Linked DNA regions of Mus musculus: regions 2, 3, 4, 5 and 6 are each linked to region 1. A link is a contact called in public HiChIP or PLAC-seq data. All regions are on one chromosome and are shown on one strand. Each heading gives the region's core, a stretch centred on a gene start, on an enhancer-like site or on the middle of the called end of the contact. The rest is flanking DNA. Distances are from core to core; before and after follow the strand shown.

Region 1 (3,554 bases), core at 501-3,000:
ATGGTCACCGCATCAGTCTTAAGAGTCCTCTTACTCACTTTTCTTTCTTCCTCAGATGTGTAATCCTCCTGCCTATCTCCAGTCTGGGATTATAGGCAGAAACCATCAAACTCCAGCCAAGTCTCATCCCTTTTGAAGCTACTTACACCCTACTTATTCCTTATGGTTTTTTTTTTCCTGATTCTGCCCACGGGGTTTCCTCCCTCATATATATATGAGGTACACACACACACACACACACACACACACACACACACACACACACCTCCCAGTGGTCTGGTCTGCGGAATCCCCTCCACAATGTAAGTTCTGCCTAGAGACAGTGGCATCAAATCTACAGGTACAGTCTCTTCTAATAGCTTACCAACCACAAACTTGGGTTTTTTCCAAAATAAACGCTGCAGGGGCAAAGCAGAGTGACTTCTTTCTCAACAAGCTGCTCTCACAGTTGTCCTTGACACAGTGGGTCGGCAGCCCCTGTGGACTCCATGAGACTCAGTTGCTATGTCTCCCCTGAATTTTGGGTATTTTAAGGTTTTCTTCAGTCTTGCAAGTGGGATTAATGAGAAAAAGCTCATTTTTGCATCCCTTCGGTTTTGTCCTTGGGCCTGCAAGATTGACCTTGAAAATGGCAGGGTGTCTTGGGAACCCATCTCTGTGTTGGGAAGGTCTTTGATAAGAAGCTAGCTCTTTGCGCGACCGGCCAGGTCGCTCCAGGGACAGGCTTTTCTGCAGCCACTGCAGAAGCCTCGCCATGTTTTCTGCTGTGTCATCACCATAAGAGCTGTGTGGAAAGCTGTTCAGGGGCTCGGTGGATGAAAATAAGGGCGGATTTTCAGCCAACAAGGATGGAAAGAATGGTCATGTCCAACACAGTGCTCTGCGACATCTTGACATGTGAGCTGGGTCTTCCCAAGTGCTCTGTCATTCCAAGAATTCTACAGTATAGGGTAGGGGTGCCCCCAGTGAGACAGAACAGTAAGCCAATGGGAATACCAGCCACAGACCTGGGCCAGGAGAGTCTTAGGTGGCTGGGTCACGTGCATAAATTGTTCCCCGGGGTCTAGACTGGCAGGAGCCACAACCGGTTCCCAGCTACAGCCCAGGGTGGGTTTGGCAATTGTCCGGATTGAGGTGGTTCAGGCCGCCCACAAGCACAGACCAGGAGTCAGGAACCGAGGCTGCCCGCTGGGCTGGCCTGCAGAAGAGGGACGGGCCGGAACTGCAACCGCAGTGGCAGAGAGTGCGAGGGGGCGGCAGGTGCATAAGCAGAGAGGCGGAGCAGAGCTGGGCAGAGTCACTAGCGTCCTGGAGTGACCTTCCCCCACCTGGCCATGGCCTAGGGGAGGTGGACCTGCAGTAAACCCCGACCAGTACGAAGGGGTAAGACCAGTACGAAGGAGTTGAGGTCTCCGAGGTTCCCAGAGAGCGATGCAGGTGCAGGCCACAGCATTGGCGAGCGGGGGCCGGGAGGACGAGGAGGATTGTCCAGGCACAGCTCGGGGCAGAGAGAGGGCCAGCAGAGCTGCGGGAGCAGTACTCACCCGCCCCCAGTCCCTCTCCGCACCCCTGCTGCGGTGCCAGCCCCTTTAGCTTTGCCGGCTCCTTTGTGCGGGGCCCCGCGCCCGCCCCTTCGGGGGCTCAGGCCCCGCCTTCTCGGCGCTGGCGATTGGCTTGCCGTGCCGCCGGTAGGCGGAGCTACGGATGGTGGAGGCGCGGTATATAGTAAAGGTAGGGCGTGCGCCCTCAGCCAATTTCTCGGCTCCTGGCCTGCGCGCCCGTGTGCCGAGCCCGCGCTCCACTCCGCTCGCCCTTCCCGGTGACTTTCCCTCCTTGTCCCTGGTCCATCTCGCCAGAGGTCACAGCAAGCAGAGTGGTGCAGCTACAGCTTGAAGCAGCAGCTGCGGGGTTCGCTGAGCCCCCCGGAAGGCGATCGGAGTGCGGGGAAAGCCCGAGAGCGGCCGCGCGCCCACCTCTAGGTGCGGGGCTCGGAGCCGCCCAGCCCGCGCGCGCCCTCCTCCCTCGTCCCTCCTCCCTCCGCCCCCGCCGCACCTCCCCCTCCTCCCGCTCTGCCTAGGCTGCTCCGCGGCGCGCCTCGCACTCGGAGAGCCGCAGCGGCAGCGGCGCGTCTCGCTTTCGGAGACAGAGCCGGGCCGCGGGGACACCGAGCAGCCGCCGCGAGGACGCCCAGGGCGCGCGCCGCACTCGCCCTCCCTCGGCCTCGGCCGCCACTGCTGAGCAGACACCATGGCCCGCGGAAAAGCCAAGGAGGAAGGCAGCTGGAAGAAATTCATCTGGAACTCGGAGAAGAAGGAGTTTTTGGGCAGGACCGGTGGTAGTTGGTGTAAGTACGCGCTCCGCGGCTCTGCCGTCGGCGCCTTGGCTTTTCTTAGGAGGCGCGTCTGTACGCGAGCACTGCGGACAGTTCGGCGCCCGCGGGGCTGACCAGGGTGTTAGGGAGTGGGTGGTAGGAGCTGCTAGGAGCGTGCGGCCCTGGGCTTGGCATCCAGTGACAAATGTGGGGGGTCCCCAGGATGCGCCTCGGGTGGGGAGCTGGAGCTAGGGTTTTGGGTATGGTAGGGATCTTCGTTTCCTAAGCCTTTCCTCCTGGGAAATTCGGTCAGGTTCCAGGAGCCTATGTATGTACCCTCCCTTTCCATCTCCCAAGACCTTAGAAAAACGAGATTTGGGGCCGTGAGCAGAACTCACGAGCGTACCTGTTCTAATGCAGACGATGCTGCGATAGATAGCATCATTCTTCCAGTCTAGAAATGTATCTAGAATGGATAGGAACGGGGAGAAGAAATGCATCCACACTGCAGTCCTCACACATTGCAGTCATCACAGCCCAGAAATGGCCCAGTGAGCTCCATTCATGGCTCGTTTTTTAAGCCTTGGCTAGACATGGTGTTTTTAAGCTCTTCATGATACAAACGAAGAAACAGGTTATATTAGAGCATTTCATGCAGCCTGTTGCTTCCTTGGCTGGACTCCCCCTCATACCCCATTGAAAATTACATACCGTGTTTGTTTTTTACCTCCTTACACTGGAAAGGTACTAGGTTTTTTTTTTTAAGGTCATTTTGAAGGGCATAGTTGTAGACAAATCCATGAGTCGTGACTGCGGAAGGGAGGGAGGGAACTCCCCTCTGCTGCATCACTGCCCCCCTCCTTCTCCAGTATCACCATCACCACCAGCTCCTCTACCTTCTCTCTCGCCTCCTTCCCCCTCCCACCCCTATAGCAGCAGCATTGCAGGAACTAAGGGAACCCTGAAAACTAACGATGCGATGCTGCGTTCCTGTGTGGGGAGGGTCTATGGAAATAGACTGGAGAATGAGTCAGGGAAAAGAGCGCTTGGCTGACATTTTGAAAAGGAAGAAGCTGGGATGTATGATTTTTTTTCCTCCTAAAGAAAAAAAAAATGCAGTTAGGGAGCCTCTCAAAAATAAAGGGTTAATAATGCATCATTCTTCAAGGTTATGAAGGTGACGCCTCATTCATTCCACGGTATTACCAGGGAGCATAGGCATCCCTGAGCCATGGGAAAATGG
Region 2 (3,554 bases), core at 301-2,800, 780 kb before region 1:
GTTGTTGTCGCTGTTAGGTAGAATGATTGAAACTAAACTCAGCCTCAGCCATGACCTATGCTGAAAGAACAAGAGGCACATTTGTTTGTTTATTGAAACAAGGAATACATAGGCCTGGAATTTGCTATGTAGACTAGGCTGTTTTCAAAAATCACAGAGATTCTATACATTTTTTTCTTGGCCTAATGCAGAAAAATTCAAAGGAAGACTTCATATAGTAAGAATGTTGGAGGCTTGGTGAAAAACACACACACACACACACACACACACACACACACACGGCACTTGGGAAGAAGCAGAACAATCAGGAATTCAAGGTCCTCCTTAGCTACAATAGTGAATTGAAGGCTAGCCTAGGCTGGCTGTATGGAACTCTTTCAGAAAGAAAAGAGGATGGATTTCGTTGCATGTAATTTGCTCATTTACCTCCTTATTAGGTCTTCTAGCAGATCTAGATGATGTGAGGTTTACAATGTAACGTCAGTGAAAGGACCCCAGCCTCCTTGGGAAGTGCGTCAGGGGCCAACCTCTGGAGGTCAGTGATGGTAGACAATCCTCCACTATTCGGGATGAACATCTTTATCCTCTGCGGAAGCTGAGACGCCCTACTTTCCGTAGGCAATGGAAATAGAGTAACTATGTAGGAACCAAGGATAGGATGCCAACGGAATGAATTAATCCAGACACCTTGGGCAGGGGAAATTGATGATGGGTTCCTGGGACAGACACACAAACAGAAAATACCTGAGGAGGAAAAGGTTTACTTGGCTTAACACCTTCTGGTAGACAAGGTAGGAATTGAAGCAGAAATCATGCAACAACGCTGCTTAGCGGTTCCAGCGTCGATGAAACAAACACTGAGTGAATAAGAGAGGGGGTGTTGGAATTGAGATGGTGAACAGTTTTGAGATGCTCAAACATTAAACCATCTCATTTTGAGGCAGCTGGGGCCGAAAAGAATCAGTTGTGTTTTACCCAAAGATACACACAGTTGCACTGCAAGCATGGACGGAGCACCGGGCTTTCAGCGTCGTTTCCACTACACCTGTGTGCGGGTAGAAAAGTCTTAAAATATCATAAGGATAATTTGACGTTTCTTTCGTGGTACAAAGAATCAAACACAGGGCGTCGGCGGTTTGCACGGTAAGAAAGTGGGGCTCTTCCACTGGGATTCAAGGTGGAGGAGCTACTATTTGTCATTGGCTCCAAAGTCGCTGTTGGTGCTGGGCTTCCTGAGCGATAGGGACATTGGGCATGTCCTCTTCACCACGACTCATAAGCACAAGAGGTGATGACACTGCTTGGAGCGGTCTGTAAGGAGGAGGTAAGGCAGTGAAGCACGGGGCTCTGGATCCAGAAAGACAAATTCCCACATTCACTCTGGGGTGACGTCACCCGGAGACTTCAGGGCGGCGCGCCAGAGCGACACCCCCGCGCTCAAGTCCCGCCCCTCAGCGTCTCCACGTAAGACGTGTGTCACCCTGAGCTAGTGGTCCCGGAAGTAAAACCAGGAGGGGCGGAAGAGACGGCGGAAGGGCGGGCCTACGGCGCGGCGGCAGGGGGCGGGGCCGAGATGGTAACGGACGCGCCCAGGAGCCGCGCTGCAGAGAGGGCCATCGTGCGACCGCTGCCGCAGGCGCTTGCTCCGAGTAACCCTGCGGCTCCGCTTCTGCCATGATGATCCACGGCTTTCAGAGCAGCCACCAGGACTTCTCCTTCGGGCCTTGGAAGCTGACGGCGTCCAAGACCCACATCATGAAGTCTGCGGATGTGGAAAAGTGAGGCTGTGGGGCGGGGCCGGGCCGAGCCGAGCCGAGCCGAGCCGAGCCGGGCCAGGTCCGGTTGGTGTCCGGGCTGGGGGTCTGACGGTCTCGGTGCAGCCTCACGCGGTACTTGGGGCCGCAGGCTCGGTCCCTCTGACCGACCGTTGATTGACAACTTCAGTAAATGGTCCTGTTCCCTGCTCGCGGCGACCTCTGCTTGCTGGAACTGTAGCTTCTCAGGGTTGAACTGAGCGCGGCTGTTTTGGTGGACTTCACCTAAACCTCGCCGCTCCTTTTTTTCCTACCTAAGCCTGCGCAACCTTTCTGGGCGCGATGACCTGTTCCCTTGCGGGCAATGACGGAAATGGTATTTATGTTTAGTTTTGAGCTTCTTTGGTTCTGTGGTGTGCTCTTGAGGTTCTGAACATGAACCATTGAGTACCACAGACTTCAGAGGACGTGAGACCGTGTGACGTTACTGTGTGACTGTTTAGGATGAAGATTTCAGGTTTTTTTTTTTTTTTCTTTCCTTCTTTTAGCAAATCAGGTGCTGTGATAAGCACTTGAGATAGGACAGATGAAAGAGAAAGGCCCAAGGAATTCATAGTTTCACGAGAGACCGTTATATTATTGTGTGGTTGGTTAGGATGAAGATGTATACAGGTGTGTGTGCGCGTTAGTGTGTTCGCGCGAGGGTCAGTGCACCTGGGCAGAATCTTGATCAAGTCTGGAGACTGGATGGCCGGGTAAAGCCAGCACTCAGACTGAGATCTGAGGTGTTTGGGGATGCCTATAACTGTATCCTGACAAAGTTTGGGGGGGGGGCGCCCTGGCAGAGTGTTGCCTCCCTCGTCATTGGAGAGTTCTCTGTCTTGCTAAGAAGTTTGAATTTTATATAGTAGTCATCAGGTGTAGTTTTACTCAATATCTACATGCATCGTGGTTGTGTCTGGAAGGTTTCTTGGAGGTGTTGTAGAAGATGGAGGGCTGGAATGCTGGAGAGGAGGCCAGTAAGCAGGAAAGAGATGACAGAAGCTGAGATTCAGTGCTTAAGTTTGGTAGGCAGTTGATGGAAAGAAAGAAAAAGGGAGGCTCTTCAGGACCTTTTGTTGTTGTTGTTGTTGTTTAAAATTTACATATGTAAAAGAATCCTTTTTGAAACATAAGTTGTTTCAAATGTTATTAATTCAGAATATGTTTCTAATAGAATTGTTTTTGTTGTATGAGTGTTTTGCTGCATTGCATGTGGGCCTGGTTAGGGGGTGTCGTGGGAGAGGGGGCTGGATCCTCTAAATCTTAAACAAGGCCCAAACACCTCATTTCTAATGTTATGTTTTGCCTTTAGCAAATAGATACTACCAGTGATAGAGCTGAAAGACAGAGCATTTGAAGCAGCCTACCATAACGGAGCTGCTTTTCATGTAGCTGCACTATTGTGCATGACTACTAAATTTCACAAAACCTGTTAAAAGCCCTGGAGCTACCTTTATTATTTCATATTTGCTCTAATTCAGGAAAGTAGTTAAAACCTGTATTTTACAGACTCATCTTGTGGATCTCAATCTATCATTGTACTTAATCTCTTAGTCATTTAATGTTTTCTATCCCTTAAAGGTTAAGAATAAATTTTACCTAAACTTATGGTGAAAATGCCATTTCATTGTTTTTTTTTTTTTGTTTTTTTTGTTTTTTTTTTTTTGTTTTTTTGTCGTTGTTTTTTGAGACAGGGTTTCTCTGTATAGCCCTGGCTGTCCTAGAACTCACTCTGTAGACCAGGCTGGCCTTGAACTC
Region 3 (3,554 bases), core at 405-2,904, 740 kb before region 1:
ATAATAATAATAATAATAATGGAGTTGAAAGTTTATGCCTTTTGGAACTGCAATTTTGACAGAGGTGCTTTTTGTAATCCAGAGATGCTGGTGTTCTGTGCTTTAGCATCAGTATCATGAATCTTGTGAGTTCTGCCTAAACCTCCATGTAGAGACATTTAAGAACAATGTCACATGATCCAATATCCCTCAACCTTTGTGTGCTCTGTTATGAACACTACTGATCTGAGTGTCTCTTAACCACTGAGTCATCTCTCCAACCCGAGAGTTCTACATCTTGATCTAAAGACAGCAGGAGACTATGTACCACAGTAGGCAGAGCTTGAGCATAGGAGCCGTCAAAGCATAGGAGACCTTCCCCCACAGTGACACACTTCCTCTAACAAGGCCACAACTACTCCAACAAGACCACACCTCCTAGTAGTACCATTCCCTATGGGCCAAGTGTTTACACATGAGCCTGTGGGGGCCAGTTCTATCACCTCACCACAGGTGGCTGGAAAAGCCATCAGGCTAGGAGAGAACAAGGACAGCTTCTACTAAATGCTATTTAAATTCCCCTCTGCTCCAGACCTGTCTATACAGTCATGCTTGCTTTCCACAGTCACGTTTGGAAGCCATTGTGCTCACTCTACAGAGGAAATCAGCTGGGGACCAGAAAGGCTAAGGAGCTTCTAGCTCAAGGCCTCCTAAGTGGCAAATGACAGAGCTAGAGTGGATCTTTCAGGACACAGCCTTTGCACTGTGCTCTGATGTTTGACGTCTTACAGAGAGGTGTAAGGACTCACTGGAAAATGTGGCAGGTAAGAGGAGTCCCTGCAGAGGCAGCAGCAGCTGGTCTTATGTTTTTATGTTTTTATACAAGTGAAGAAGGACGCTGGAGACCTCACATGAAAATATGTGGGAGGTAAAGTGACCTAGGGGGTGTTTCTGAAGTTCCTCTGTGGTCTCCTTTCCCTTTTTTGGGAAGCAGGGACAGTGGTGGAAACTGAACCCAAAGCCTTGCATATGCTAGGCAAGCATTCTCTCACTGAGCTACACCTTGGTCTCAGTGCCTTTTCTGAACTAGTTTAATCTTAACATAGGTGTTCCAGATATCTCTGGCCACCAGTGTGCAAGGTGAGCAAATTTCTGTCCTGTCTGGAAGAGCCCATGACTTCATATGGATTCTGCTTCATAGCCTCAGTAGTGCTGCAGACTGATTGAAGTAAAGCATTTACCAAACACGAAAATATTGATTCTTCTCACCACTTGCCATCTGTTCAGGTGTTGCCCAAGTCATATCTCCCGAGCCATTTCCCCTAGGGATGACGTAGGAATTGCTGCTTTTAAGAATACACAGGGTTGTACTGCTCCAGCCTGTTGCACACTGATTTGTTCTACTTAACGTGGGAAATATATATTTTTATAGATCTGCGGTGTACAACCACCAGCGGATTAACTTCAGCATCCATGGGTAAGTTTGCGAAAGGCCTGCGTTGTTCCAGGCCCTGGCACATGGTGGTGCTGGGCGCTGGAACGAATCCGTGAAGCCCGGGCGCGCAGCCAGCTTCCGGGTTAGGTATCGCCTGGCCGACTTCACCCCGACTCTCTCGGCCCCGCCCCGGGTGACCCCAAGGAGCTCGTTCAGGGGGCGTGGCTGGCGCGGGGCATGCCGGGCGGGCAGGTGGGCAGGTGCCTGGGCGGGGCGCGCCGTGGTTGGCAGCGGGCGGAGGGGCGGCGGCTGCGCACCCCGAAGAGTGGTAGGCGGAGCGAACGCCAAAGGCGGCGGTCGGGACCCTGACATGGACAAGCTGAAGAAAGTTCTGAGCGGCCAGGACACCGAGGACCGCAGCGGTCTGTCCGAGGTGCGTGCACCGGGGGAGTTGGCATTTCTTGGACAGCTGCCCTGCTGTCCTCCGGCCCGCCGCGCCGAGCTCTGCCGGGACACAGCCACAGGTGGCAGCGCGAGCTTTGTGGAAGGCGTGGCTCCCGAACCCTCTCCAACCTTCCCTCCGAAGGGCTTGAGGCTCTGAAGCAAGACCTCAGAAATCTGTGGAGTGGGAGTGTGGATCCCGGGGCCTCCTGGAATCCGGGCCCCGAGCCCCATCCCAGCCGGACCGGCCAGGGAGAGAGAGCCCTTTGGAGTTGGGCGAGGCCGGCGGCCTTCGTGGAAGGATCCACCGCCGGATCGCGGACTAGTTTAGGTTGTGGGGTGTGAGAGCCAGACCTTATGCGTTCTGCTTTGTAATTGTAAAACTCCGTGAACGCCTGATAACAGGGACTTACCAGGTCTCCGAATCTCCAGGGCTACTTTCTAAACTATAGATTCTCACCACGCTCGGAGACTGCCAGTGTGTTTGTTTTGTTAGTAGGGCTTTGATGGCTCTGAAACTTGACCACAAAAGTCCTGTGCTCCAGAGCCACTCAGAATGTCATATTTTGGGTGCTTTGGAAGTTTGTTTACATTTCCTTTCTTGATTGAAGACAGAATTACGTTTTACTTGATGTATCCTTAGCCCCGGTTTCCCCTTCTGAGAAAGAAGGGTGTTGAACGAGATGCAATAGCCCCTTTTCCTTGGAAATTGGAGTTCCTCTTTAGTGTTTACTTGACTTTCTTGTGGTTTCCCCAACATTCTGCGCTCACTTCTGTGGTTGATTTTGTTCTGAGTTTTGTCTTTGCAAAAAAACAAAACAAAACACAACTGCATCTCAAAGAGAATAAATTATTTTGAAGCCAAATACGAGTGACCATGGCCCCAGGACAGATTCAGGTTTCTGCAAACTCAGTGTTCCAACATGATAACAGTTTGATAAGTTCTTAGAGTAACAGAACAAATTAACAAATTAAGGTACTTTTCAGAAGCATTAGTGGAAGCGGTAAGCAGGCAGTTAGGGCAGTGTGGAGGAATCTCAGCTGTGGCTCCCAGAGGCTGCCTGATAGCATTCGAAAACCTTGTTAAGATAATAAATTCCAAGGTGTTTTTCCCTAGCAGTTTCCGGGAGGTTAGTCACTGTTACATCAGACACAGGTGGGCAAGAAAGAACTGCTTCCTGGGGACTAAAGATAACCCAAGGGCAGTTGCAATTAGGCTCAGTAGCTGCAACTTTCCAATCTCTGCATGATCGTTAAAATTCAAATTAGTGATTTTCATGTTTTAATTTTTTCATTTTTAAAAAAAATTTCTGGCTTCTTGTGAACTTTCATATGAGAAGCTCCCTCCCCCCCACAAAAAGCCCCAAGATTTAGTTGACCGTCGCTGTCATGTAAAGATAAGCTCTGTAGAAGGAACAGGCTGTTGTACAAAGTTGGGGTCTTAAAGGAGACTGGCGGAGGGTACGGTGTTGACAGTGAGGTGGTGGTCATCTTCGGGAGTGAATAGTGTAGCGCCATTTGAAAACAAACTGCCTAGTTGTCCCCCCACCCCTTCCTAAATGGAAGGGCTTTGATCTCCACTTACACTTAGGCATATGTTACATCTATTTTAAAAAGACTGTGGCTTCACTCTTGTTTGAAAATATTCTCAGCGGGGCAGTGGTGGTGCATGCCTTTAATCCCAGCACTCTCGGATTTC
Region 4 (3,554 bases), core at 598-3,097, 630 kb before region 1:
TAGGTATGTGAATGTTTGAGTGCAGATACCTATGGAGTCCAGAAGAGGGTGTGCAACCCCCTGGAGTTGTAGTTCCAGGTAGTTGGGAGCTGCCCAGCATGTGTGCTGGGAACCAAGCTCAGGCTATCCACAAGAGCAGTACATGCTCTTAACCACTAGGCCACCTCTCCATCCAATCCCAGTTGTGACAGGGTTTCTCTGTGTAGCCCTGGCTGTCCTGGAACTCGCTCTGTAGACCAGGCTGGCCTTGAACTCAGAGATCCCAAGTGCTGGGATTAAAGGCATGTGCCACCACGCCTGGCCTGACACGCTTTACTGTGTCTTATTATTTTGCTCTAGTTTGAGCAAGTTTTGTGTTCAGATTTGGACCCAGGTGTGCTGTCCTTAAGAACCCAAAGTCCTCAATGGCATACATAGTCTCATTGGCCTATCCTTGTTGGCTATAAGGCTGTCTGGGTTAATGCCCCCTGCTATAACAGAGAAGTGACATTCCAGCTCCCCAGCACAAATGATGTTTAGTTTGGTTCACAAAACAGTGAAGGACCACGTTCAACACAGTGACACAGGAACCTAAAACTCCTGCTTTCACTTCTGCCATCATAGGAAAGAGAAGGGGGGAGAAAGGACAGAGATAGCCTCATTCTGGTCTGTAAAGGAACCACTCAGTTCTGAGTCCTTTTGTAGAGACCAGCCATATGGGGGTAGGTGCTAGGAACTGTGGTTTGAATATGGGTCCTTTCCCTTAAAGGTCCACGCATTAAAGGCATGGTACCTGGGGTGGTGCTATTTGTAGGTGCTGTAGACTTCTAGGGCTAGGTCCTTAGGTCTCTGGGAGATTGTGGTTCTCTTCCTACTTTCTAGAGATGGAATGTAGGTAATGGGTTTAGCTGAGAGATCGCCTCCTCTAAAACTGGTTCATATGATAGATAGGAACACCCATTAAGCTACTTTTGGAACCTAAATCTCTTGTTTTTCTCGTCTTCCACAGGGTCTGAGAAGAGAACCACGTCAGTATTACTTTTTTTTTTTTTTTAAAAGAAAATCCAACTCACTTCCGGGTTTGAAAACCTACCCGTCCCTGGGACAACCCCCCCCCCCCCCCCGCCCAAAAAAAAAGCCTGCCTCTCACTCGGTTCCCTGATGTTTCTCACCGAGGCAGAGGCAGCTGCCCTCTGTCTTTCCCAATAAATACCTTGTGTGTGTTCTTGTCATGCGACATTGGACAAGGGGGGAGGTTCTTATGAGAAACACATTCTTAGGTTGCTTTGTAGTTGTGTGGAAAACCAAGAGCACTGGCGTTAACATGGCTACAATGTCATTAGGAGCCACCGGTTATATTTTGCTCATTGGTGACTGAGGTGTCTGTTTTGTGGCATGTGACTGGAGCAAGACTGTGTTTAGACATTATGTTAAGCATAAGGTGGGAATGGGCGAGAAGAGGATTTCATTTATCTTTGGTTAAATTTGCCCATTGGTGCTTTGGGGGTGAGCATAAGCTATCCCTTAGTGTCCCTTCCTTTCCTCTTTCTTGGAATCCCAAAGCAAAGTCGCAGATAAATGGGCACAGAGACATTCAGGACTCCTTCCTCACTTCCCTCTTAAGAGGTCGCAGATGATTTTGGCCAGAGGGTGGCCAGGACTCCAAGGTAAGTGTAATAAAGACTGCGCCCTCTCTTCCGCCTTTGGGTGAGAAGGGTGGGGGTGGGAAGACCGCTCACAGGGAGCTCAGCAACTCAGGGAATCAAAAAACCTGAAAGCCAGGGGAGGAGCTGAGCAGGGGCGGGGTGGGGGCTGTGTTGGTGAAGGCAGCAGCTTCCTTGCGGAGGTGTCCTCCCTCAGTGACGTCAGAGGCGGCTGCCGTTGCCCTGGTAACTTCACCTGATCCGGGGCGGTGAGTGTATGTGCTGATTTCAAGGCTCTCTCCTTTAATGAGGAAGAGCTAAAAATGAATCTCACTATCCCATAAAAAGCATGGTAATCAAAGGCGTTACTACCCGGTACTAGGCGTGTGTGGGTGAAGACAGCCGGGGGCGGGGGAGGGTGGATGATGCTGGAAGGACCTGAAGGACATGTAGGGGACCAGATTTCCTTCATAGAATCAGTTAATGAAAAAGGGAAGCGTGGGTTCATCTTCTAACAGAGTTCTTCATTTCCACCGTTTCTCAGGAAGTTTCCTGTTGAGCCATGTTGTGTATTATCCTGGAGTCCTGCTCTAGAGCCAATTGCTCTGGAACTATTACAGAGCTGAAAATCATGAGAAGCCAGTGCAGTGGAGACCCCGGAAATTCATCCTCACATCATAGGGCTTCTCATCTATTCCCCTTAAATGAGTGTGCACTCCCTAGTCTCTAGATGCAGAAAAGGTCGAGTTTATGATTTTTATACATGAGAGGCATGCATTGGCACCACAGACTGTCCCACCACATGGATAGGAAGCTCCGCATCCTTCTGGCTGTGAGATCTTGGCCCAGCTAACTGCCATGTCCGAACTTGAGGGGCTTTTCAAAATTTGAAGTCCGCTCCACAGAACTTTAAGGAAATACTGACCCGATGCATGCAGTGTGCTTAGCACATGATAGGTACTCAAACTCATGGAAGCTATTTTTTTTCCCCATTTGGAACAATTCTTAAAATGTACCTGGTCTGTTGCAGATATTAGCATACACTAAGGCTTTAAACAAATTAGGAAAAAATAGTGTTTTCCGTTGGCAGAGAAAATGACAGAGGGTTTTCCCTTGATCCTAATGTGACCCTGTGCGGGCTCTCAGGAGTGCACGGCCTTCTCATGGGCATACAGCAGGCCTGGATCTGACCCCTTTAGAAGGCTCCAAAAAGACTATCTCAGAGTCCAGTGCTTTGAAATGCCTAGGTCTTTGAACTAAAACAGTTACAGAGTCTGTCTCCCTGACCCCATGTTCCAGGAGAGGTGAAGGGCTTGCCTTTCATCTGTCCTCTTAGCAGTATAGTAGGTGTGCACCCTTGACCCCAACAGTCTCCCCAAGAAGGAAGATCAGTTTGCAATGGAAACTGGAAGAGACCATACCCAAAGCCCAAACAAACTATCCCCAGGCATGTGCCTTTTTTTGGTTCACTGATGCCCTTTAAAACTCATTTAGCAGTGGCTGAGGAGATGGCTCAGTTGGTAAAGCACTTGCTATGCAAGGATAAGACCTGAGTTCTGATCCCAGCATCCATGTAAAAGCTGGAGCCTGCAGTGTGCCTGTGACCCCAGTGTTAGGGAGACAGAATCTCTGGGACTCTCTGGCTAACTAGGCTAGCTAAATGGCCATGTTTCAGGTTCAGTGAATGACTGTCTCAAAACACCAAGTGCAGAGTGATTGAGAAAGAGCCTGATGTCCCCACCTCTGGTCTCCATATGCACATACACAAGAACTCATGCATATGAACACACACACACACACACACACACACACACACACACACTGTAAGAGACAGGGTTTGAAATTCCCATAGCTGTGACTATGGGAGCCAGGTGAAAGTTCAGTATGTGGCTCCATCTTCTGTCACAGGCCTGCCATCTGCCAACACCTATG
Region 5 (3,554 bases), core at 452-2,951, 560 kb before region 1:
TAAATACTTTTTCTAGTTCCACCCACTTAGCTGTAAATTTCACAACTTTACTTTTCTTTATGGCTGAGTAAAATCCCAATGTGTAAATGTCTTACATTCTCATTATCTGCTCATCAGTTGATGGACATGGGGGCTGTTTCCATTACTAGGCTGTTATTAACAGTGCAGTACTACATGGGGCTGTACACATATTTCTGCGGCAGGTTATATAGTCCTTTAGGGGTATGTCCAGGGGTGGCTTTGCTGGTTCATATGGTAATTATATCTTTAGGGTTTTGAGAAACTCCATTACTGATATCTCCAGAGGCTGTACCAGTTTACAGACCCACCAACAGTGAGTAGGGCTCCTTGGGGAAGCATTTTTGTTACAACCGTGAGGATCAAGAGGTGGAAGGGTAACCATAGCTTTCTTTCCATGTTCATGGGTTTTGAATGAAGTAGATGGGAAATATTTTTAGAATCATGTCCGGGCAGAACACATTAAGACCCCCTTCCTTGTCATTGTTTCCTATGCAGGCAATGTATCAATTTTTACATGACATTTGCATTGGGTTAGATATTAACTTAGTATTTAAAACATACAAAAGGATGAGAATAGCTCATATGCAAATATTAGGTGATTTTACATAGGGTACTTGTACATGGTGCTCATAAGAGAACGGAGGGTCTTGGTATTAATTTTCTGTGAATTGGGAGATCGGTCTGTAGTAAAGGTAGGAGAGATGCATCCGGTATTTTTCTTGTTGCTATGACAGAAGACAGAACAGCTGAGAAAGCAACTTAAAAGAAGAAAGATTTGCTTTGGCTCATGATTTAAGAGGGTGTGTGGTCCATTATGATGAGAAATGATGGTGATGCGAGTGTGCAGCAGCTCATTATGTTGTACTCACAGTCAAGAAGCAGAGAGAGGAAGGCAGTGTCCCCCTGCCCCCATGCATTTGGGTGGCCCATGGGTCGCTGCTACCCATATCTTCCCTTCCCAGTTAAACCTCTTTGGAAGATCCTTCACAGACACACTCAGAGAGACGTCTCCTAGGTGATTCTATATTTAGTTAGGTTAGCAATGAGGATGGGCCCTCATGTGTTTAGATAATTTTCAGCACTGATTGCTAGATTCTCTCATGGCAGCTCAGTTACTGTCCAAGCAAAGCTAGGGTCAGAAAGGGACAAAGAAAGACTGAACATGTCCTTAGACTATGAAAATCTAGTTATGCTTCAGGATGGATTTTTTTTTTTTACTTGATGAAATAATGAAAAATAAAGTTCCCCAAACAGTAAAAGCTGTGGGAAAAGACGGTCTCCACGTAAGTTATGTTGGTGATTCTGCCCACTGTTTGTTATCTTTTTATAGGAACGGAGTGAGAGCTTGTAGCATGTAGTTTCTACTACCCTGCTTTAAGCTCCAGGCAGACTGTGCTACCAGCCACTGCCCTGGTTCCGAGGGACCTGCAGATGAAAGACACACAGAGCTCATTTTGAACCTGCCTTATGGCTTAGCGGCTGGGCTCTTCTAAGGCTCCCGCAGCCAGCGTGCTTTTACCTTCACTCATTGCTCAACACTGTAAATCTGCCCTTAGCTTGGTTGCGTTTCTAATCTCCCGCCTGGGGAAGCAGCCAATGACTACTCCACCGGACATCTCATGTGGCCGATGACTCTCTCTCCCTCTGAAACAAGGTGAATTCCCTTTCCAATCTTGCATCTCCTAGCCTGCCTGCGGGAACCTCGAAGTTCCGCCTCCTCTGCCCAGCCATTGGTTGCTGGTATCTCTATTGATCGATCGAGAACCAATTGAAGAACAGGACCTTCAGCATTCACACAGGAATTCCCAATCAAAGCATCAGAACCGCCCCCTACAGAGCTAAGGCCTCACGTCTCCTGGGTGAAATGTCTGTATTCTGAGGCAGTTATCATCAGAATAAGAAGAAAGAGGCCCACAAGTGTGTGCGCCTCTGCGGAGACTCTTGTTCCCTCTTCCCCAAATACACCGTTTCTATAATATACGATATTATATATAATACTATACTTCTAGATAATACTAAATACTATAGTATTGTATAATTCAATAATACTAAGTATAAATTGCTTGATAATAGTATATACTCTAATACTAAAGCCACCACGTCCTACTTTGATCCAGTTGATATGAGTTAGCACAGAGTTCTAGGATCCCTGGGTCACCCCTCAGCCTTAGACTCAATCCCTATAAGGATCTTTCTAGAGATCATCAACCCACCCTGAAGGCATAACTCTCCATTTTTATATACCTGCACAATACCACTCCCAATGAATACTTGTTCCATGCAGACTGGGACTTTCTGCTTTGCTCACCTCTGTATCCTCAAGACCGTATAATGACAAATACGGTTGATAAATACCTGTTCAAAGCTTAAACCCTGTTCACTGGGAAGAGCAAGGTTTGATTGGGGTGGGTCTTTGTATGAAAACCAGCATGTATGATGTCCCACAGCTGCTATAAACAAGAAGGCGAAGGATGCCCCTCTGAGCCTCTCGTGACGTCAGGCCTTCTGGAGTTATTTCAGCAATTGTTAAATGACACGGTCCACATGATAAACGGCAGGGCTTTCAGTAATGCTTAGCCATATTTGCCATTTGGCTTCCAGGTTTTCATCAGAGAGTACTTGCCGGACTATAATAGGGTTACCATGGTAACTGTGCAGCCTGATTTCTGAAAGCCTGGGGACATTGTTCCCCTCCTCACTCAGAGGAGGGCTCCATGGAATGGATTTTGCATTATCTCTTTCAAAGCCAGTACTAATAAGTACAGGGAGGTCAAAATGACTCCAAGAGTGGCCATGTAAGATCACATGGCTGCTACCCCCTCACCCTACCTCTGAGGCTACTTCAGAGTTCAGACAGCAAATGGACCCTTTAAAAAGTCTCTTAAAGGTAGTGGCTCCCACCTTTAATCTTATCACCCAAGAGGCAGAAGCAGGCAGATCTCTGAGTCTGAGGCCAGCCTGGTTTACCGAGTTAGTTCCAGGACAGTCAGGGCTACACAGAGAAACCATGTCTCAAAAAAACCAAAACGGCGGGGAGGGGGAGAGTTGATGGGGGAGAAGGAAGTCTCTTTCCCCACAAACCCTAGAGTCTATGAACACCTTGGGGGCAGTGCTGAGCCCTACCCATGCCTGCAGGTCTACAACCAAGGCCCTTTCACCAGTCTCCAACCCCAGAAGGTATGGTTGGTCAACACTGGGTGGGGAACTTGACTGAGCCTGGCCTTGGAGGTGGTTTTTATTAGGGAGTGTCAGATTGGACAGCTGCATTGCTGTATGCAGCCTCTGCCAGGTAGCGGGTTCCTTCTGCCTGCCCCTTGCTTTGTTCCACCCATGTTTACGTGTTTCATCTGAAGCACTGCACTTGAGAAGTGTGAAGTCAGAACAGCTGGGTGGATCTCTACAGAATATCTTTTTATTGAGAACCTGCAGGGACCTGCTTAATGTTAATGACTATTCTCTCTCTCTCTCTCTCATGTTTATAATTTATAGAAAAAGGCTCTATTAGAGTTACAGGGAAATAGACTCTCTTCCTT
Region 6 (3,554 bases), core at 483-2,982, 530 kb before region 1:
TAGCTATTTTCCTTTCTGTTTGTCATGTACATGACACCTTCAGCAGCAGAGAGATTTGGCTGGGGGTGGTAGCAGGCCAGGGAGGGGGTGTAGTGGCCTGGGTCTTTTCAGCTGGAAAGCCCAGCACAGACCAAGGTGAGGCACAGTCATCTCTCCCCAGCTCATGGCTCAGGGTACTGCTCAGCACAGTGATGGCTCTCAGAGCCTACGCTCAAGTTTTACTTCTCTGGGTTTTACAACTTCTTAAAGAAATGCTACAGATATATATATACACACACACATACATATACATATATTTAAAACTCTAAAGGCCAAGTTCAAGTCCCAGGGTGTCTCTGTGGAGTTTCCCCGTTCCTCTTTAACATAAACAACTCATTTGACTCCACTGTGTGCTGCTTGATTTTCAGTTCTTCACCTGACTGTTAGGGCTGTCAGTCACAAGCTCTTTTTCCAGTCTTTGCTGAAGACAAGATCTTTCACTGTTACATGGCTGATTAATGTTACTCTATGACTATAAAGGGGAATGTATGTGTCTGCCTGTCATTGTGCTTTCTTGTAATTAGTGTTGTTCCAGAACTTTCTGTTTATTTCAGAGACACTTCACTAGGCACTTCCGGTGATGTTCAATGCATTGGATTTGAGTTTCCTTGATGGTCTTTTTCTCCCATTTCATCAAACATGAAGACGATCTTGCAGAAGGAACAAAATGGGGAGCAGATAGATTTTCATTTGTTGCTAAAAAATGCACTGCAGTGACCCTGGGCCAATGGCTCACTATCTACAGTCTTAGTTTTCTGTCAGTAAATGAGACAATGATATGCAGACTTCAGCTCACATAACACTTTTGTATGAGCTGGAAACTCAATACTTTTGGCCTGTGCGACTGTAGCTTGGCAAACTGAATGTGGGTTTGATTTGACTCTCTTGTTGGCTCCCTCAGCTGGCACATCCTGCAAGATCATTCCAGGCAGCCCTTAAAGGACCTTCCTCACAGGGCTGGCATGAGGCTCTATGGGGCTGGTTATGGGAAGAACCATGCCACTTAGACTGCACACCCATTTTTCCTCTTGCTCTATCACTCTATCTGCTTCTGCTTATCCCAAGTTCTTCAGCCTACACTGGAGAACATCACAGACAACACAGAATCATTACCAAAGCACTCCCTGGGTCCCCTTTTGTATCCCTCCTTCTAGAGCCTTTCTTCCCCTGTTCTCGAAAGAAGTTGATCTCAGCAGTAGAAACATCATCTTTTAATTAGAGACTAACAGATCTCGGATCATAGAGAGTTGATGTATATTAACACATGCATTTTAACACACAGGTATGTGTTAATATACAAACATGTTAATACACACGGGAGATTATTGGAAAATATAGACTAATTTCCTGGCCACAGGGGGTCTTGCTTTTTCTGAGACATAAGGCAGAACCAGAGATCCTCAGAAGGGCTGTTATATTACTGGATACAAAAGGGGCTCCTAGTACCATTAGACACACACAGCATTTTTATAATCCTACCCATAACAGACAAAAATAAACCAACATGCTTTAAACCAAGGAATACACATATACCATTTCCTTTGTATGTTTAATCCTGAGGCCTACACAGGCCTGATTTGTGGTTTGTGTTCCTCCCTCCCCTTTCCTAAGAGAACATTTAGGATTGTTCACACGTCCTAAAGCCCTCATTTGCATAATTTAGCAGAACAGAGCGTGGGAGGAGAGCAAATGCTAATTTCATTCTAGAGACTTGATGTGCCCTGGATCCCAAGCAGGTGCCACAGAGAAGCACATGGTGACCGAGGTTTCAACATGCTAGGATTTCCCAGCCTCAGCAGAATCTTGGCTTGGTGGCTTTAGAGGATAGCTAGTGGAGGAGACTGTAGAATCTTCTCCTATGGTGACAGATATAGGTTAGAGAACTGGAATTTTAGATGTTGAGTAGCCCAGAGGACAAAGTAAATTGAGATCAGAGCTCAGTCTTACTCATTGTGGTTAAATTTGGATTATATTCTTGTTAGTCTTTTGTCAGCATAATAATGACTAAGTGCTGGGTCAGGAAGGTAGGTGGCCTATATCTGTATTTTTTTTTACCATAGACCTCTTGCTGTAAGAACAAGGGCCAATTATATTTTGACATCAGAGATTCCTTTTCAGTAAAGTGTGGGTAGCTATGGTACCCACTTCATCAGATTAAGAGAAGGACCGGATGAAATGATGGTGTTCTAGAGCATGCTGAAGAAATATTCATAGGTGTTAGCCGGCTAGTGCTTCAGAACTGATGGGGACAGGCAAAGGGATTCTCTTCTGACCTGAGGAAACCGTTTCATTTGAAACGCAGTATTTTGTTAAATGTGTTGTTTGGCATTGTGGAGAGTCCTTGGCATGGCAGTATTGCTGGGGTGTAAGTTTGTGGATCTAATTCAAGTCTTTAGTCTTGAATCCAGAGACCTGGCAAGTAGCACTGATTCTGTCTTTACTAGACTAAAACTCTGGGCACTTCATCTAATAAGAAGTCTTTACCTCAGTTCCCTAATCTGTAAAGCAAAAGGATTGGTGAGATTAGCTTAGATTCTTTCCAGCCATAAAGCTGCAGGGTTGTTTGTTTTTTGTTTTGTTTTGTTTTGTTTTTTAATGTTTGTTTCCACTCAGTGTTTTTGGCTCAAGAAAAAGGTCAACTTGAGTTCAGAGGAAGGTTTTTGTGTCTTGGTCAGAGCTGGAAGTCCTGGTTGTGGTGCTTCTCGACTTGGATCATATTTGTTTCAGTAAATTGAAATGGAGTAAATTGAGGCAGCGAAGTTAAAGGTTCTATTAGCTTAAGCTTGTACATCTTTGCCTAAGGCTTGCCAGGCAGTCAGACGAGTGTTGCGACTCATTCTGTACCAAAGCTGGAAGCCTGGGTGCATGTCCTTACTGTTACCTTGCCTCTCTTGTTTCCTAGCTCCCTGCGAGTTCTAAGCATTAGAGAGCCAATTCCAGTCATTTAATCTGACTTGAAACTTCATTATTTGGAACATTGCATTAGTGATACTTAATCTCCATTCTGAAGGCCCTGGTGTTTAGTCTGAGGAAATAAAACTAGTCTGTGTGAAAAGTAATCCATACATAAGAATTTCCTATAAAACAGAAATGATGTACTGAGTATGTGAGTAGGGTGAACTAGACATAGCCTGTGAGGCCCGTGAGTCATTTATGATTAGAAACTTCTCCACTCCAGTCAACTAGTCCCCAGAGAAGCCATGACCATATTTAGATTTGTGAAGAGGTGAGTGGTGTTTGATCTTGTTTTGCAGTGTAAGGTTACTCCAGAGGAAGACATTGCACGCAGCACTAATATGTGTCTTTCTAAGCCCTTCCCCTGGGCAATGCCAAATGATCTATTCCAAGTTCCCACTAAGAGCCAATTAGGCTAAAACTGGCAGCCCAGAAACCACGAAGTTGATTGTGAGGTGTATTAGGGATCATTCATTCCTCTTGGATTCCAGATTGAATTAGTTTTCTTTCTTCTTGCTGTGATAAAGGATTGGACCAAAATACCTTAAGAAATGAGGAGT

The links. HiChIP or PLAC-seq counts read pairs in DNA pulled down with a chosen protein or histone mark.
Region 2: a contact with region 1 is called in a FOXA1 HiChIP or PLAC-seq map of pancreatic cancer cells. The contact joins the promoter of Tiprl here to the promoter of Atp1b1 in region 1. A contact is called at or near these places in 1 of 39 promoter capture datasets (neural stem cells), 4 of 484 Hi-C or Micro-C datasets (embryonic stem cells and nephron progenitors) and 10 of 115 datasets of contacts at active chromatin or transcription factors (the 230-238 cell line, SST interneurons, astrocytes and 6 more).
Region 3: a FOXA1 HiChIP or PLAC-seq map of pancreatic cancer cells shows a contact between it and region 1. The contact joins the promoter of Sft2d2 here to the promoter of Atp1b1 in region 1. A contact is called at or near these places in 7 of 39 promoter capture datasets (cranial neural crest, frontonasal cranial neural crest, hippocampal neurons and 3 more), 5 of 484 Hi-C or Micro-C datasets (CD4 T cells, Sertoli cells, embryonic stem cells and 1 more), 10 of 115 datasets of contacts at active chromatin or transcription factors (astrocytes, bone marrow-derived macrophages, cardiomyocytes and 6 more) and 1 of 9 other capture datasets (pancreatic islet).
Region 4: an H3K4me3 HiChIP or PLAC-seq map of forebrain shows a contact between it and region 1, with 9 times the contacts expected there. The contact joins the promoter of 4930568G15Rik here to the promoter of Atp1b1 in region 1. A contact is called at or near these places in 8 of 39 promoter capture datasets (the C10 cell line, the SN4741 cell line, cranial neural crest and 5 more), 3 of 484 Hi-C or Micro-C datasets (cerebral cortex and cortical neurons), 12 of 115 datasets of contacts at active chromatin or transcription factors (VIP interneurons, embryonic forebrain, embryonic hindbrain and 8 more) and 3 of 9 other capture datasets (adipose tissue, embryonic stem cells and liver).
Region 5: a contact with region 1 is called in an H3K4me3 HiChIP or PLAC-seq map of forebrain, with 8 times the contacts expected there. The contact joins the enhancer-like site here to the promoter of Atp1b1 in region 1. A contact is called at or near these places in 4 of 39 promoter capture datasets (cranial neural crest, hippocampal neurons, liver and 1 more), 1 of 15 datasets of contacts at CTCF or cohesin (large pre-B cells), 3 of 484 Hi-C or Micro-C datasets (cerebral cortex, embryonic fibroblasts and large pre-B cells), 12 of 115 datasets of contacts at active chromatin or transcription factors (the 230-238 cell line, VIP interneurons, astrocytes and 8 more) and 2 of 9 other capture datasets (adipose tissue and embryonic stem cells).
Region 6: an H3K27ac HiChIP or PLAC-seq map of SST interneurons shows a contact between it and region 1, with 3 times the contacts expected there. The contact joins the enhancer-like site here to the promoter of Atp1b1 in region 1. A contact is called at or near these places in 3 of 39 promoter capture datasets (the 3T3-L1 cell line and hippocampal neurons), 2 of 484 Hi-C or Micro-C datasets (the HL-1 cell line and cerebral cortex), 14 of 115 datasets of contacts at active chromatin or transcription factors (the 230-238 cell line, SST interneurons, VIP interneurons and 10 more) and 3 of 9 other capture datasets (adipose tissue, liver and macrophages).

What each region holds. Positions count from the first base shown.
Region 1 is chr1:164,456,551-164,460,104 of GRCm38.p6, reverse strand. It overlaps Atp1b1 (ATPase, Na+/K+ transporting, beta 1 polypeptide), which reads left to right and starts at 1,750. Exons shown (of 6, transcript NM_009721.6): 1 at 1,750-2,344. The coding sequence starts at 2,248. It overlaps Gm32391 (predicted gene, 32391), which reads right to left and starts at 1,582. Exons shown (of 4, transcript NR_168343.1): 1 at 365-1,582.
Region 2 is chr1:165,234,954-165,238,507 of GRCm38.p6, reverse strand. Tiprl (TIP41, TOR signalling pathway regulator-like (S. cerevisiae)) reads left to right here and starts at 1,550. Exons shown (of 7, transcript NM_145513.4): 1 at 1,550-1,778. The coding sequence starts at 1,675.
Region 3 is chr1:165,192,533-165,196,086 of GRCm38.p6, reverse strand. Sft2d2 (SFT2 domain containing 2) reads left to right here and starts at 1,654. Exons shown (of 8, transcript NM_145512.4): 1 at 1,654-1,847. The coding sequence starts at 1,785.
Region 4 is chr1:165,090,223-165,093,776 of GRCm38.p6, reverse strand. 4930568G15Rik (RIKEN cDNA 4930568G15 gene) reads left to right here and starts at 1,847. Exons shown (of 5, transcript NR_040480.1): 1 at 1,847-1,891.
Region 5 is chr1:165,017,083-165,020,636 of GRCm38.p6, reverse strand. The region is part of intron 5 of Gm51669 (a long non-coding RNA gene); the gene reads left to right. Among named protein-coding and RNA genes, the nearest start is that of Gm51669, 42 kb to the left of the region's middle. Within about 2 kb of position 1,701, at least 107 of the 459 cell types and tissues checked have an H3K27ac peak or open chromatin away from gene starts, as enhancers often do. A contact at or near this core is called in VIP interneurons, cerebral cortex, forebrain and 2 more, where this site is marked.
Region 6 is chr1:164,986,554-164,990,107 of GRCm38.p6, reverse strand. No RefSeq gene overlaps it. Among named protein-coding and RNA genes, the nearest start is that of 1700029M03Rik, 27 kb to the right of the region's middle. Within about 2 kb of position 1,732, at least 46 of the 459 cell types and tissues checked have an H3K27ac peak or open chromatin away from gene starts, as enhancers often do. A contact at or near this core is called in SST interneurons, VIP interneurons, embryonic basal ganglia and 4 more, where this site is marked.